2 separate regions of the Mus musculus genome follow, and region 1 is linked to region 2. Evidence: chromatin contacts called from public promoter capture Hi-C data. All regions are on one chromosome and are shown on one strand. The core of a region is the stretch at or near the end of the contact, and the rest is flanking DNA. Distances in the headings are between cores, read along the strand shown.

The links. Promoter capture Hi-C pulls out the DNA fragments that hold promoters and counts their contacts.
Region 1: a contact with region 2 is called in a promoter capture Hi-C map of liver. The contact joins two enhancer-like sites. A contact is called at or near these places in 9 of 39 promoter capture datasets (cranial neural crest, embryonic stem cells, frontonasal cranial neural crest and 5 more), 6 of 484 Hi-C or Micro-C datasets (all in liver), 3 of 115 datasets of contacts at active chromatin or transcription factors (CD8 T cells, embryonic stem cells and liver) and 3 of 9 other capture datasets (adipose tissue, liver and pancreatic islet).

What each region holds. Positions count from the first base shown.
Region 1 is chr3:79,378,258-79,380,957 of GRCm38.p6, reverse strand. All of the region lies in intron 1 of Gm17359 (predicted gene, 17359), which reads right to left. Among named protein-coding and RNA genes, the nearest start is that of Gm17359, 34 kb to the right of the region's middle. Within about 2 kb of position 1,352, at least 9 of the 459 cell types and tissues checked have an H3K27ac peak or open chromatin away from gene starts, as enhancers often do. A contact at or near this core is called in liver, where this site is marked.
Region 2 is chr3:79,339,658-79,342,357 of GRCm38.p6, reverse strand. It overlaps a transcript of Gm17359 not described here. Among named protein-coding and RNA genes, the nearest start is that of Gm17359, 4.4 kb to the left of the region's middle. Within about 2 kb of position 1,402, at least 5 of the 459 cell types and tissues checked have an H3K27ac peak or open chromatin away from gene starts, as enhancers often do. A contact at or near this core is called in liver, where this site is marked.

The DNA of each region.
Region 1 (2,700 bases), core at 103-2,602, 39 kb before region 2:
TCTCTGTCTCTTTCATTCCCCTCTCTCTTCCCTCACACCCCACCCTTGCTTTTCATGTATTGGAAGGCCCACAGGATACATATAATATGATTCTCAGGCTTCGTACAATGTTGTCATTCCCTTTTTTATTTAATGACCCAGGGTCAGCTATATAGTCTAGGACATCTTTAAACTGTTATTCTTCTGCCTCAGCATCCCAAGCACTAGGGTTACAGATATGTTCTGTCATGCTTGGTCCACCCTGTGGGCTGAAGTATAATCATGCAGGGCCAGGGAGATAGCACAGGGTGCAGTGTCTTCAGGCCCCAGAATCTGCATGGTAGAAGGGAAGAACTGACTCCAAGTTGTCCTCTGACATCTGACACCACACACACACACACACACACACACACACACACACACACACCACATTAAATAAATTGGGTCCAATCAAAGACAGTCTCTTGGCAAGCCCAGACTGCCATCATTTTCAGCTTTGTCACGAGCATGTCACTTTCTGTGCAGATCTCGAGTTTACAGTCATCCACTGTCTCCACACCAATGACATCATCCTTACCTACCTTTCCACTTGGATTGATAACTAGCTCCATGTGCAAAGTTCATACTTACTCTTCTTGCATCATAACCCTGTTTGTTTGGTTCCCCCAAACAATAACATTCTTTTACAATTTGTCATCTTGCCCCCCACTTTCTCTTTTTCCTGGGTTTGTGTTTCTGTAACCCTAACAGCATTTCTTGTCTTTCTGCATAAAATCACTGAAAACACCACTGGACAAGACAAAGCTACCTCCTTCGTGTCTCCTCTAATCAATTATTGAAGAACAAAGCTTGAAACAGAATGGAATGTCCAGGTGGAGTACCAGTTAAACATTGACTGCCAGTTGCGATTTCTCCAGTGTGGCTCTCTGCTAGAACACAGAGGACACCACAGTGACCGTAAATAATCCTAGGAATGCCAAAGAGGAACCAAGAATTTGGAATATAGATCCCTACGCTTTGGTGCATGTAGAAATGGGAACTTAAGAGTAGCTCAATTTAGAGACTTTAGTATGTTTTTTAATTAATTGGATTCTGAGATTCATACTGTACCAAAAACCAGTGTTAGAAAATTTGTTTTGCAATTTTCCCTGAGGCGCTTTGTTTATCAAACATCTTTCTCACATGGTTTCTTAAACATACCAAAATGTTAATGATAGAAGGAATGCTTTCAGAAGACATCTTGCTTAGCTCAGAGCGCTCGCTGAGTTTCACGCTGTGAATTCACCTACTTGTGAGTCCACCTGTGAGCTGTGTGGTTGTGTGGCTGCGTCAGCTCGAGGGCTGAAGGAAGCACCACCAGCTCCCACATCCCACAATTCAGTCCGGGGAGCACAGGTGAGGTCATAGCTGGACCGAGTGAGACGAGACTAGAAAGTGTGTTCCAGGACTGGGGAGACTGCTCAGTGAGTACGCACTCACGCAGATGCAAGCATTTAAGTTCAGATCTCCCAGAGACACATAAAGCCAGACGTAGTTCCTGTGTCTGTAAGCACAGCACTCTAGTGGCGAGATGACAGGCAGAGACAAGATAATCCCCGGATGATCTTGGGCCAGCTAGCCTGGATGCACAGTGTCAAACAAGAGAGCCTGTCTCCAACCAGGTGGACACCTGAAGTTCTCCTCTGACTTCTGTATGTGCACAGTGACAACCATAACCAGCACTTACCCATATGCACACACACATATGCACACTCACACACACATACGCACAGAGACAGAAACAGATTTAAAAAAAAAAAGTACTCTCAGCTGCATCTACTTGATCTACTTGTAGAATGAAATTACGTTTGTCTCTCTCCCTGCACAAAAATCAATTCAAAGTGGATTAAAGACGTTAATGTAAACCTGAAAAGGTCTCCAATAGCACAAGAATTAACAAACAAGATTACATGAAATTAAGATGCTTCCACATAACAAAGGAAATAATTACCAGAGTGAAGAAACAGCCATAGAAATCAGAAACAACAATGAACATCTTTGCTAACTACACCTTAGACACCCGTGTGTGTGTATTGCTTTCTAGAACTGCAAAAGCTAAATCCAATAGAAAGAAAGAAAATCCAATCAATAAATGGACTAATAAACAGAATGAACAGTTGTCAAAAAAAAACACAAACGAGCAATAATATTTGAAAGGTGTTTAATGTTCTTAGCCTTCAGGGCAGCACAGATGAAAACAGCTTCTAGATTCCATCTCATCCCAGTCAGAATGGCTGAGTAAGGAAACCACAGATAACCACAGATGCTGGAGCGGCTGCTGCTGAGGATGTAAACTTGTATGGCCACCATAAAGCACTTCCCTGCACTGTTCGGTAGCATCTCATACACTCTCCCCTTATTCTTAAAGCTTTGCTTCTCTCTCCCATCGTTAGTCCCTTTTCCTTTTAACTTAACCATAAGCTTCCATAGATTTATTAATCTCTAAAATCTTCGTACCCTAACATCATTCCAACTTTTTCCCCTCCTAGATATTTTATCCACCTTTTAAAACAAGTTCAGTGTTGATCTAATACTTAATCTTTATCCTCTTCCACCTTGTTTCCCTCCTATCCTCAATCATTAACTAAAATCTGAGCCAATGCCTTACGGTCTGTGGTTGTTTATCCTCCAACAGTTATTGAAGTCAAAAGGGCCACTGTCATTCATGGGCTAGTCTGACAT
Region 2 (2,700 bases), core at 153-2,652:
AGCTGAGAGGGAAAGCCTCTATTGTACTCAAGGAGCCCCCACTTTCCCGAATCAATATGGCCCAGGAAAGGGAAGTACCTGATCCAAGTGTGGAGTGACAGGAAGAGAAGGAGTGTGTGGAGCCACATACAGAGAGGTGGGGGTGAATGTGATCGACGTCTGCTTTCCAGCTTGCTTGAATAAGATTGAGAAAACAAAGACATGAAGAGAAAGCCAACCAACAAAGTAACAGTACCAGCGATAAAGTGATAACATCAATTAAATATGGATTTGTATATGCTGCACAGCAGGTTAAGAGAGCTGTTAAAAATGTTTATAAACTTGTCATAAAATATTATGACAGCTACTGAGCTCATTGTAGGGAACCAAAGATGACCTCTGTTAGCTTCTGGGCTCATTTCTATGAAAGAAATCACTGTTGTCAATGAATCAATACCGACTCAAGGTTTGCTGCCCAGCAGGAATGAAATCTTCTCACTCCCTTGCTTTGATAATTTAATAATTACTTCAGAGCTCATAATCACTTCAACAGATACAACTGTAGAGTCCAACACAGTGTCTCTGTAAAGACATCTAATTTTAATGTTTAGAAAAGAATGAAGCTATATATTTTTATAATCAGAAAATTTAGTAATACTGAAGTACAACAAGAAATATCTATATAGGTAAATTTAGGTCAAATTTACTATAGTTATATAACAATTTATATCTTAATTATAGAGATTGTGATGATCTGTGTTAATTGTCAATTTGATACAATCTAGAAGTACATGAGAAGACAGTTACAATGGTGGGTTATCTAGATTAGATTGGCCTGTGGATATATCTGTGAGTGATTATTTTTATTGCAATATTGAGCAAAGAAGAACCTACCCACTGTGGCACTATCCTCTAGGTAGGGGATTCTGAACTGCATAAGAGTGGAGAAAACAAGCTAAATTCTAGCATACATGAATTCATTGCTTTCTGCTCTTGACTGTGTGGTTAATGTATTGCCACTGCAAGTTCCTACTGTCTTATCTTCCCCTCAGTGATGGACAGTAGCCTGAAATTGTGAGCAAAATAAATCCTTCCTGAAGTAGCTTTTGTCAGAGTATTTTGTTACAATAACAAGGAATGAAATTAAGACAGGATCTTAGCATAAGGGTCTCTGAATTTGATCTCCAGCATTAACAGGAAAAGCCAGGGAGGGAAAAGGGAAGTGGAAAGGAAGTGAAGGACAAGGGTCAAAAAGAAAGTAGGAAAAAAGAAGAAAAGGGAAGGAGGAAGGAGAAAGAAAGGGAACGAGAAAGGAAAGTGGAAAGGGAGGAGGGGTGGAGGAGAGGGGCAAGAGGGCTCAGTACAGTTTGCAATCTGGGGAGTTTTGTGGCTCATGGGTCAAAGGTTCTTTACTTATTACTTTTCTGGGTAGTGTTAGATCACAGACACACCCCCTGCTAAAGTCAGCTCATCCAAGCCTGCATGCAGTCTGTCCCTTAGGACGAAGACCTGACAGGTGCCTGCTGCTGCTGTGACTGAGACCATGGGAAAAGCAAGCCCAGTCTTCCCCCAGCCCTACTTGCTGATCAGGAACAAGGCAACTTTGAACTACAGTCCTACCGAGTGCCTGCCTCCTGGCACATGCTGTCACGTGATCTGCCACCCCTTAGATCCCTGTAAGAGTAGAAACCACCTTTGTTCAGGGATTTGAAGGATCTTTCCTTCAGACCCTCATAACGTTCTCTCTCCTAATGGTGGTGTTCTTTGGGATCTGAAGGGAAGGCTCCTGCTCTCTTTGTGACCCCATTGAACTTATTGAGTTAAACTGTGTCTATGGTCCGGTGCTGTTTCTTCTAAGGCTGTCTCACTTCAAGATCCAATCACAAAACAGCCCGTGGTCATGAAGCACACTCTCTTAGTAAATATCATTCTAAAGGGCAATTCATGTCAGCTACTTTTTGCCCTCCCATAATTTCTAATACAGAGTAGAAATGGAACCCAGGGCCTTGAACATGCTCTGTACATGCTCTGGCACTCAGCCACACACATCCATCACTTTCCATACACTCTAGGTATGTGAGATAATGGCTCGCTGTGCCCCATTTATCCTCGGACTCCCTATGTATGCAGAGACTGACCTTGAAGTCAAAAGTTTCCTACTTCTACCTCCCAAGTGCTGAGAGGACAGTTCTGTCACCATACCATGAATTTCCTTACACTTTTTTATTATCAAACATTGTTACATCTCATAAAAGTGTTCTGGATTTATATATATAAAAAAAAGTAAACTGAATACTTACAGGCTTGGCTTCAAGCCATAAGTCTTATGTATAATATTGGCAAAGTGCTTTTTTTGGGGGGGGGGTATGGCAATCTGTAGAATAAATGAGATGTGTATAAAATGGTTATCTATATTCTGGACACAGTATGTACTCAATAAGTTTTAACCCTGTTATTGCCTCTTGCTGCTGCCAACCATGCTTTCCTGAAAGAAAATATGTATGACAAATGCAAACGTAAACTGACCATTGCTTACATTTTGTCATCTTTAAGTCTGCAAGACTGTGTCAGGAGAGGGTCTGTAGCCATCTCCCTCCTCCTCATTTGGCTCAAATTTGGGTGAAATAGGACTGTGATATAGGATTGCTATTCCCTCTCAGTCTATGTAGCTCAATTTCCACATTAATTTAAATTAAAATCAGAAAGCATCTCCATTGTTAG